Linked DNA regions of Mus musculus: all the other regions are linked to region 2. A link is a contact called in public Hi-C and HiChIP or PLAC-seq data. All regions are on one chromosome and are shown on one strand. Each heading gives the region's core, a stretch centred on a gene start, on an enhancer-like site or on the middle of the called end of the contact. The rest is flanking DNA. Distances are from core to core; before and after follow the strand shown.

What was found. Hi-C and Micro-C count contacts between places; a contact is called where the count stands out from the background. HiChIP or PLAC-seq counts read pairs in DNA pulled down with a chosen protein or histone mark.
Region 1: a contact with region 2 is called in an H3K27ac HiChIP or PLAC-seq map of heart atrium, with 2.7 times the contacts expected there. The contact joins two enhancer-like sites. A contact is called at or near these places in 9 of 484 Hi-C or Micro-C datasets (the G1E-ER4 cell line, the HL-1 cell line, cardiomyocytes and 4 more), 4 of 115 datasets of contacts at active chromatin or transcription factors (embryonic stem cells, heart atrium and neural progenitor cells) and 1 of 9 other capture datasets (embryonic stem cells).
Region 3: a contact with region 2 is called in a Hi-C map of liver, with 6 times the contacts expected there. The contact joins two enhancer-like sites. A contact is called at or near these places in 3 of 39 promoter capture datasets (liver and stem cell-derived epiblast-like cells), 10 of 484 Hi-C or Micro-C datasets (the C2C12 cell line, adipose-derived mesenchymal stem cells, liver and 1 more) and 3 of 115 datasets of contacts at active chromatin or transcription factors (heart atrium and liver).

The regions. Positions count from the first base shown.
Region 1 is chr8:36,532,169-36,535,683 of GRCm38.p6, reverse strand. No RefSeq gene overlaps it. Among named protein-coding and RNA genes, the nearest start is that of Trmt9b, 76 kb to the right of the region's middle. Within about 2 kb of position 2,088, at least 112 of the 459 cell types and tissues checked have an H3K27ac peak or open chromatin away from gene starts, as enhancers often do. A contact at or near this core is called in heart atrium and liver, where this site is marked.
Region 2 is chr8:36,667,528-36,671,071 of GRCm38.p6, reverse strand. The region is part of intron 5 of Dlc1 (deleted in liver cancer 1); the gene reads left to right. Among named protein-coding and RNA genes, the nearest start is that of Trmt9b, 210 kb to the right of the region's middle. Within about 2 kb of position 2,236, at least 15 of the 459 cell types and tissues checked have an H3K27ac peak or open chromatin away from gene starts, as enhancers often do. A contact at or near this core is called in heart atrium and liver, where this site is marked.
Region 3 is chr8:36,819,374-36,822,843 of GRCm38.p6, reverse strand. The region is part of intron 4 of Dlc1 (deleted in liver cancer 1); the gene reads left to right. Among named protein-coding and RNA genes, the nearest start is that of Dlc1, 130 kb to the left of the region's middle. Within about 2 kb of position 2,108, at least 19 of the 459 cell types and tissues checked have an H3K27ac peak or open chromatin away from gene starts, as enhancers often do. A contact at or near this core is called in liver, where this site is marked.

The DNA of each region.
Region 1 (3,515 bases), core at 839-3,338, 140 kb after region 2:
TTCTCAACCTTCCCAACGCTGTGGCCCTTTAATACAGTGCCTCGTGTTGTGGTGACCCCAAACATAACATTTCCAATGCTACTTCATAACTGTCATCCTGCTGCTATTACAAACTGTTATATACATAGCCAATATGTGATCCCAAAGGGGTTGTAAGCACAGGTTGAGAACCACTCCTGGAGGGTCCCCTCATCTATATTTTTATAAGTCATCTCTATTAAGCCCATTGGTTTACCTCACTAGACCTGGATGGAATTGTTTTTTTGGTCATTGGTACCTTTTCTGTGGTGAATAGACATTTGTTCACATCTCCCCAGGAAAAGCTAATGGGACATTTAGTAAAATATATTTTAATTTAAAAAGCATATGTAGCTTGACCAATGTTTTCCAAAAGTTATTAAGTCATTCATGGCTAGGATCCAATACTTTATTATGAATACAATACTTTGGTAGGTTTTTTTTTTCTCTCTCTCTCTGATACATCTGAAATAAGAAACTCACTTTTAGCCTTTAATTTCAGTTCAAAAGTGTATGCTTAGGAAAAACAAAAGGGTCGGGCTGTGGTGGCGCACACCTTTATCCATCCCAGTACTCCAAAGGCCGGCAGATCTCTGAGTTCAAAGCCAGTCTGGTCTATAGAGTAAGTTTCAGATAGCCAGGTTAAACAAATTCTGTTTTGCAAAACTAAAATAAATAAACAAATAAATAAAAATTTAAAAATGCACAAAATTGTATTATCTGAAGTTTTTTTTTTTTTTTTGGTTTTTCGAGACAGGGTTTCTCTGTATAGCCCTGGCTGTCCTGGACCTCACTTTGTAGACCAGGCTGGCCTCGAACTCAGAAATCCGCCTGCCTCTGCCTCCCGAGTGCTGGGATTAAAGGCGCGCGCCACCACGCCCGGCCTTATCTGAAGTTTTAAGCACTCTTTAGGGTCTTGGAATGGAATGTATCTTTCCCCATAAAAGGCAATGGACTGCTTTATTAATAATCTACCTTAGAAATGTCTGTGAAATGTCTAGATATTTTTGTTGTCTTTGTTTAAAGAAACAAGGTCTCAAGTGACCTAGCTGACTTTGAACTTTCCACGTAGCAGAAGACAACTTGAACTCTCGAGCCTCCTGTCTCGTCCCCTCAAGGGCTGGCTGGGTCTCTAGGCCTGGTTTGTAATTTTCACCTTTTAAGAATACAGTGGGTTCTGAGATGGTAATGTATGTGTGTCTCAAAAGACCTGAATGCAAATGAGGCACCAGGTTCTTTTTTTCTTCTTCTCTTGAGACCAAGCCCCTGCCATTGAGACAAAGTGAACATTAAATGGGGGATAGGGGAGTGGGGGTGGGGGGATTGGGGTGGGAATAGCTTAAGGCTTACTTACAGAAATGATCCTTTGCTTTCCTAATGCTGTGACCCTTTTAATACAGTCCCTCATGTTGTGGTGACCCCAACCTTAAAATTATTTTTATTGCTACTCCATAACCATAATTTTGCTATTGCTATGAATGTTAATATAGATATCTGATATACAGGATATATAATATGTGACCCACAGGCTGAGAACAGCTAGTTTATGGGTCCCCTATGCCATAAACCACAGACTCTTAATTTCCTCACTGAAAAGGAGATATTCTGTGAGGCAATAGCTAACCCACTCCATTTTCATGTAAGAAACTCAAAACAGGCCACACCACCTTGTCCTATCCCAAGGCTTATTATGTAGGGGTAGCTACTAGGAGAGGTCCCTTCAAAATGTATTAGATGATAATTCAAAATATTAAGAGCAGTCGATATTGAATGGGGCTCTGAGCGGAGTTAATTCAAACGACTGCCATAAAAGGCTGTTTCCCTGGGCTGGCTAAGACAGTGATGTCACAGTTACCAAATTTCCTGCACGGTCAACAGGCCTCCCTTTAAACTTCTTGGATTCGGTCCTCTTCCTTAGGAAAAGATCACTGGTTAGCCTTTTTACTCCTTTGTGGTTGTATCCTGGCATTCTTTGTGAATATGGGGCAGATGTGTTAAATAGGGGCCAACAGCTGGAGTCAGGCTTCCTCTGTGAAGGCCCGCGGCAGGGCTCGGTTCCAGGCTGCCCTTTGATATGTTATCTGGGGCAGCAGTGACCAGGCACCGCCGAGGTTTCCAACGGCTTCCTTCAATTTCCTGTATTGTTATGATGGTGGATGTGTGTGCACACGGACACGTGTGTGCAGAGGAGAGAGGAGGCAAGGGGCGGCTTCTGCATGCATTTCATGAGTCTCTGCGAAAGGTTTTCAGCTAGACACGCGCGCCTAATGGAAAAAAAAAAAAAAAAGACACCAGTTAGCCGCAGCGAGGGTTCCTCACGTGGCTGCCACTAATTACCCGAGTGGATTTGGGCAAGGTAGTTCATCTTCAGGCTCAGGTCTGTTTCTGTCTGAGTCTCCTCCCGGCTCAGATTCTCTGGCTTCTGCTCAAAGGTTCACTTTCTGCTCCCCTGGGTTTGCTGTTCTGAAATCCTCGGTTCCCTCCCGTATGATCTGACACCGTGCGAGTCCATGTGTTCTTAGCCTTTGTATTCCCTTTAGTTAATTCTCTATTATCCTCTTGCATTTCCGTGCTTGGAGACCGTCTCCTCCGCGAGCCTTTATTACCCAGGCCCCATTGTCGCTACACAAATATTACAAATGTCAGGGCTTTATCTGCCAAGAAAGGCCACAATGTGTTTGCTTCCTGTTTTGTCCCTGGAGCTTCTAGAGTTTGGAGATTGGGTTTCGTCCTGACAAAGGTTGACCAGAGTCGCTGGGCTGCCTGTCACTTATCCAGCTCTGTTCTGTTCTTATTACATTCAATTAGGTTTAAGTGTGCACCCGTGGCATTTTTAATTCATCTGTGTCTTTATCCGAGTAGGAACATTTAAAATAGAACCAAATAGGAAACTTGTTTGACAGCCTTTGATTGTCCCACCCTGACGGCTTCCTGGGGGTTCTCCGCAAGCGGGTTTAGCGCCATCTAGCGACTCAATGGAAAGCTAAAGCTTTCCTGATTAACAGGTATTTGAAATTTTGCTGGCTGAAACAGGCCAACATCTGGGGAAGCCTTGAACTTAGCTCTCCTAATCTCTAGGAGTGTCGAGATTTATTTATTTATTACAAACCCCAACGATGTTTTGTGACCTACAGAATCTCCGGATTCTCCACGAAAAGCAAAGATTTCTCAGTGTTGTGTTTTAGATCAGAGTCATATTTGGATTCTAATTTTTCTTTCTTTCTTTCTTTTTCTTCATGTTTTTTAAAATTTACTTTTTACTTAGTCACTTTACATCCCGCTCACTGCCCTCCTCTTGGTCACACCCCCTCCCAACCCTCCGCCCCCCACCCCCCAATCTTCTCTGAGCTGGTGGGGGCCTGCCTAGATATTCCCCTACTCTGGCACTTCAAGTCTCTTCGAGACTAGGCGCTTCACTTCCACTGGGGCCAGACAAGGCAGTCTGGCTAGGAGAACGTATCCCAGGTACTTGCAACAGCTTTGGGATAGTCCCCACT
Region 2 (3,544 bases), core at 987-3,486:
TTTTTTTTTTAATTAAAATATCAGGTCATTAATTTCACTTTGTACACTTTGAACTTCTTTGCCTAAACAACTCACATATTAATTTTGCAAAGTTTATCTTCATAAACCAGCCTGGAGCTCATTCTGTGGGTAAATTTATAAACTTTGCCACAAAATATCACTTGAATTAAAGGAGCCATTCACTGTTGAGAATGCTACCTCATTGGCTGCCCTGTTCCTTGGTGGCTCAGCATAGAAGCGACTGTACTCACTCACTCCGCCACTGAGAAAGCCTTTAGTGAGGAGCTGAGACCCATGAGAACAGATGCCCATCAGTTAGCAACCTGTTCCTAACCCCTTACTACGCAGGGCTTTACGAGCCCCATTGTCACACTGTTGTTAACCATCAGAGGAATTCATCTGAAGTTACCACCACATTTCAGTGACTTCTCAGCCACTTTTACCAAGGTACAACCGAGTTTCCTTCATATTTCCTCAGGTCAGTGGTAGTTAAGTAAAAAATCTCAGTTATGGGCTCTAAGCAGCGAAGGTGAAATGCAATGTCACGTAAATCAGCCTCCCAGGAGAAATCTGATAAAGCATATTTTAGATGCATCCGTGTAGAATTTCTAACGACGATGATTTTGTCTTGTACTCAGCTTGCATGGGTATGTGCACTGTGTGTATGCAGGTACCACACAGGGTTTCAGATCCTCCGGAACGAGAGTCACAGTCAAGGTCCAGGTTACTTCTGAGAAACACGTGCTTTGAATCTTATAATCATTTATCCATATTTTGGGACTTTTATTGATCCTTTTAGGGCGGAAGGAGTAGAGGACAGGCATTTTGCCAAGTCTAGATAGACTGTCAGCACACCAACAATTCAGATTCAAGAGGAATCCCAGCCATGTCTTACTCTTCGTTGTCTCATCGTTTAGCTAAGCTTCAAGTAAGACGGTTTCTCTGTTAGTTGTCTCAGCTTGACTGTAAGGGAACTGAACCACACCTGCAAGCAATGGATGGCTGTAAAGCTCTTCTAGCTTGTCCAAGACTCAGTGTCCCCTAACAGACTTGGCTTCTCCTAAGTGCCCTGCGGGATGAGGCACATTCAATTTAGGTGTCGATCCACCAAGATTAAATGTTTGAAAAGCTTGGTTTTGTTCTTCTATCATCAAAACATCAAACATCAGAAAAATGGAAGCTAGTCATATTCTCTCCAGTGGACCATAATGCACAGTCACTGTTCACAGACCATACTTCCCAGGACCCCCTTGGCAACAGCCAGGTATGCCTGACTCACTATAAAAGGGGCTGCTTGCCCCCTCCACTCTCTCTTGCTCTTGCCTTCTTGCTCTCTCTCTCTCTGTGTCCTCTCCCCCCTTCCTCCTCTATCCCCATTTCCCTCCCCCTCTCTCTACATGTGCTCATGGTCAGCCTCTCCTTCTCTCTCTCCTCTCCTCTTCTCTTCTCTCTCTCTCTCTCTCTCTCTCTCTCTCTCTCTCTCTCTCTCTCTCTCCCCCCCCCGCCTTTATCTGTCTCTACTACCCTCTCAACTCCCCTCTCCATGCCCTGAATAAACTCTATTCTATATTATCCCTTGTGTGTCTGGGCTCTCAGGAGGAAGGGGTGCCTTGGCATGGGACCTCAGTGGCACCCCCTTCCCCACACCTCACCACACATCCACAAAACATATCCCCTCTCTCTTTGTCTTTTCATAAACACATCATCCCTACCTTAGAGTAAGTAGTAGATGTCCTCAAAAAGGTGAAGGATTGATACCAGCCTAAAACTGCAGACTGAAATTAACTTTAGTTTCCTGTCTAAAATTAGAATTTGCAATGCTTTTTTTTTTTTTTTTTTTTTTTTTTTTTTTTTGGTGGAGGGATTTGGGAGTTTTCTCCCCTCTGGCCTATGCCCACCCAGTCTTGCCATATGGGCTATAACCGTTTTGACGGAACATGTGATTACAAATGCCCCATTGCGAGACTGGCTGAATTCAGGCAGTATGATCAAGAAGGTGTTAAGAAACAAGCCAATTAGTTTGCATTTATAGTTACAGTGCAAAATACAAGACAGGTGCTTCTACCACTAACTGATTTGAAAAGCCTTCTCTCCACTTAGTCATCTGTAAAGGCAACAGAGGAATTTGACCACAAGCATTCTCATAAAAAAGTTTAAAAAACAGTCCTCTGGCTGAGTTAATAAAGGACTGGAACAGTTCAGAATTTCCAGCCAGAGTGTGACAGGTAATTGGTTGAGATCGGCAAAATACCGAGCGACTATTTAAAAAGAGGTCATGTTTTCAGATCATTAAAGCACAGTGTTTTATTTGCCAGTGATTTATTTTATTTGTAACATACCCTGCTCATAATGAAACTAAACACCCATGCCCTGAGCTCCATGAAATACTTTATTGCTTCTAAAACCTGTGAGCATACGTGTGTCTGTGTGTGTTTGGAATGTGTTAAAAAAAAAAAGTTAAAATTATTCCAAGATGGTGTATAATTATTTATTTCTAGGTTTAAAAAGTTGTTTGATTTTTTTTTCCTTAACTCTGGAATTTGAACTTTGCCTATCAGAGCTTATCAACAGAAAGCTAACGCTAACTCAAAAGTCTACAGGAAACAGTAGTGTGTTTAACCTTAACCTGGGTTTGAAGTCCTCGTTACCTTGACCTGCAAATAACTGAAAGTGAATGGATTTGGTAGACAACTACTCTTGTCAAGTCCAGGGCTGCCCCAGCTTCTGAATGGTTAGTGAGCACAGCCTGAAAGGCTTGCCCATCAATGGCTCCGGGTGGTATACCTCCGGGGATTCACTATGCCAAATGAGTCTTGGAACATCTCTCACCTGGTAGCGAGATTTTCCTTAATCGGAGACTTTGTCACTGAACATTTTTGTTTCCACAACAAAAATGACCCAATGCACATCAAAGATCCAAGAAGCACTAATGTTGTGGCTACATAAAGGGGTCCTACAGATGTCTCTCATAAGCAACAGCAACAGTGGAGGTGACTCTAAAGTGAGTCACCTTCTTCATGAAGAGATTAGACTGAAAATCAATCTAAACTACAAAGCTGCTTTCTTATCATGTTAATTCCTATCCATTTAATTTTGTTGGACCAAAAAAAAAAAATAATAATAATCCACTTCACTTAAGGAACAGGACAGAAGTCCTATCACAAAGCTATTTTGAAAGGAATTTCCTCTCTGTGCATAACTCTGAACCTTTGTCTTCAAAAGTTGGAGCCTGTGTTTATAGCTAAGTATGGAAAGAAGGGAAAGATATTCTTAGAATAAAACTGGCAAGAAGAGAAGATGGGACACCAATCAACTCTATCAAGCTGTGTTTGTACAGACTCAGCATGCTTCGCCTGGACACAGTCCTGGACACAGGTCTTGTCTCTTTCAATCTCTTCATGCTCCCTGACTATAGGATCTCTATTATTTATTTCCTTCTTTGCTGTTACAGAACACCTAAGAGAAGCACTTTAAAGGGAGGTAGATGCATTCTGGCTCTTAGTGTTAGAGATTTCAGTCTATTGGGGAGGAAGGGGATGCTGGA
Region 3 (3,470 bases), core at 859-3,358, 150 kb before region 2:
CACCTGGCTGAGGGGTTGCTTTACCGGATTCATCCTGCATCTTAAAGTCCTGGTGTTTAAGGCTTCTCAAAAGTCTGTTCCCAGCCCCCACTCTTTGCAGGAGATGAAAGTGTTTTTCCAGACAGGCCTGCTGTGAGTGACTTCATGGAAACGAATAACCTGAGTCCTTGTGTGCCTCTCGCGTGGGGGAACTCCTTATATTTATTTATTTTTAAGAATAGACTGGGATGTAGACGTTTCCATGACCAGTTGAGTCATTTCTTACAAAATAAGAATTCTCCTTTTCGGTGAGACATGCCTAACATTCCGGTCTTCCCACTTCAGTAGTTATGTGCTACTAAATATTCGGTGGAAATGACACATGTCTGGAAACCTAGAAGGAGAGGCTGCTGATTGGGGAGTACACAATGAAGGTGTTGTATGTGGTTAAATGAGGAAGGCAGACTCCCAGATCCGAAATAAAATGACATCTGCGACACCCAAAGCCTCTGGCACGGGTCCCTGTAAAACTTCAAAGTTTCTTGAGGTTTTTTGGTTTTTTTGTTTTTTTTTGTTTTGTTTTGTTTTTTTGTTTTTTTGTTTTTTGTTTTTTGGTTTTTTTTGTTTTTGTTTTGTTTTTTTTTTTTTTTGCTCCCTGATCACACCTGTAATAGAACCATCCAACTTTCCAGAGCATTTGGAAAATAGGATATACTGAGATGAACTGTGACCAGTAGATACTCCTCGTGGAGAGCTCTCTATGAGTGGGCACTGAAGGAATGGGTCAGCTTTTCACACAGAGCCCTAGATACCGAGGAGGCTGACCCTGACTTACCACAGCCTACAGTCCAGTATACTTCTCTCCCAAAGGGAAAATGTCATCAACCTGACCCAAAGTATTTCTCTCACAATGTGTCAACAGAATGGTTTCTACTTTCAGGATCTCTGTAAGGAGTAGTAAGAGGACTGGAGTTGTGAAATGGAAATTGACATGGGGATTAGTTTGCTAAGGATTATATGAAATGGAATGCAGATTGAATCAATACAAACTCATTATTGGAACAGGAAGACATTTGTCCCAGTTGAAGAAAATATTGAAAGTGTCTGAACACAGATTTAGTGTGTGCATCCAAATGTGGCAAGAGTTTAATGCTAGAGAAAATATGAGATGCATCTTGAACATGGGGAATTTGGCAAGTCTTATTTAGGAAACTGAAAGAGTCTCAGATGATAATTAGTCTTTTGACAAGATAAAGTATAAATGAGTGGGAATTAGATAAAAGAACATGAATTAGAAATATGAGGGGGATTTTTCTTAATATGTGAGTTGTCTACATAAACTTAGAGTGGAGAAATAACAGATTTTGGTTCATTCTTGAAAACTTTTCAAAGAAGCCTAAATAGCATCTGACAATTTTAAAAGTCACCTGTCTCTAATCCAAAGAGGATTCTACACAAGCACAGAGATTTCTGTGCCAGTCCTCGGGGCTACAACACAAAAGGTTTAGAAGTAGCATTGTACAAATGGAAGCTGAGAGCAACCGTTTGACTGAGATAGAAGAACAGCATAGGGAAGTCAATCCGAAGAGGAGGTTAGCACACTGACTTCTGGCAGATGTTGGCATGTCATCCAGGAAGCCAGGACAGAAACTTTGATATTATTGTCTGTTCTCTCTCTTCTCTTGTGGGGGCAGGAGCTGTGTCTCGAGGGTTGAGCACTGCTTGCTCTTCCAAAAGTTTTGATTCTTTCTTCTTCTCATGCTTTTGGCTCTTTCCTCTGAAGCTAAGTTTAACAGGAAATTGCCCAAGATCCTGACTGAGAGTTACGGGAGCAAAAGACAAGGATGGGAGCAGAGATGTCAAAATACACACAACCGCACATCCACGAGTATATATGCACATCGGGCATACCTCCCTATAACTCTCAAGTTATGAGGAGCAAAGACACTACTGCAGGAATTCCCTTCCATTTTGAAAGAGCTTCCTGGTGCCCAGAAAGGGTTAAGGAAGGATACACCTTTGTACCTGATTGTCTTCAGCCAAGTAAAGCAAAGCCACACATGCACGCAGCCTTGTTCTTGACTGTTCAAGTTGTAGTTCTGCTGCCAATTGTGAAGGGTTCCAAGCAAAACCCATGTTGCAATCGCCGAATATTGAGAAATGTTTGAGTTCGCTTGGCAGGCTAGACAGAGATGGTTCTGCAAGAGACTATTGGAAAACAAAGGTCTAAGAGTCTTTCTCATGGTGTTTTAGTATTTGCTGGTGTTTGTTTGGTTTGCTATTTTATTTTTGTTTCGTGGAGAGAGCATGTGAAAATACTTTAACCAATGACCTTAGATTCAGTATCATAGCAAAAGAATTCGCATTAATTTACTCCTCACCTCTCCCGGGCTTTTAGTATAATAGAAAGAGGGATGTTTTTTCAGAAGAAGAGCTAGGGTCAATTTCTACTTCAGTTTTATGATCTGGGGAGAATTAATTACCTGAGTGTCAGCGCATTAATCCGTCAAGTAGGGGTAATTGTATACTAGGTAGCTTCAAGGTTCGCAAGAAGTCCGAAGACTAAATGTAAATGCTTAGCATTCCTTTTGTGGATGACAGGCTGAGTTCTTACAGCACTTGCTTAGAGAACACAGTGCAGAAGCAGTCAGGAAACAAGGGCACTGCCCTCAGGGAGCAAGTATTCCAAGCAGCAAATCCCCTAACTACAAAGAAACTCTAAGGAAAACATCAAGTTGCAGGTTAGCTGTGTGGGTTGTCATTGTAGATTTTAACAAAATTAGGACTTAGAATTGACTATAAGATGGTCTGGTTGATGTTTAGGTTCTACATAAATGTACAGGTTTACCATCATGGTTGAGTCCAACACTAATCCCATGCCTTGAGTAGTGTGGGACTGGTTTGCATAGTGCTGAATAAAGGACACCAGGCCTCATGAAAAGAGAAAAACAGAAGTACCTACTGGAGAAAGTAGACATGAGCTAGCTAAGCGTATGATAGGACAATTTACAAAGGCCTCTCTGGGACCTTGGAATGCTTATCTGATGAGAAGCCAACTTCATGGATGAAAAGAGCCAAGAGAAGAGAATTTCAGACAGAAAAATATCCAGGGCAAAGACAGGAGACAGGAAAGACCATAGAATGCTTTAGCAATGGAATGGGATCCGTGTGGTGGTCCACAGAGTAACAGCCAAATCATACAGATGTGGAGGCAGACATTAGGGTAAGTGTGAGTTTTGTTCTCAGCACTGTGCAAGTGTCTTTTTCTTCTTCCTGTTGATATCTTAGTTCCCATAACTCTGTTAACATCCATTTGATAATTAGGCAGCAATATTGGGGGACAGATAATTTAATCTCATATTATTAACAATATATGTCCATACTCAGAAGTGGAAAGGATGTAAGCTAATAACCGAGGTGAACAGACTACCCTACCCGGGATCCATCCCATAATCAGCCAGCAAACCCAGATACTATTACATACGCCAGCA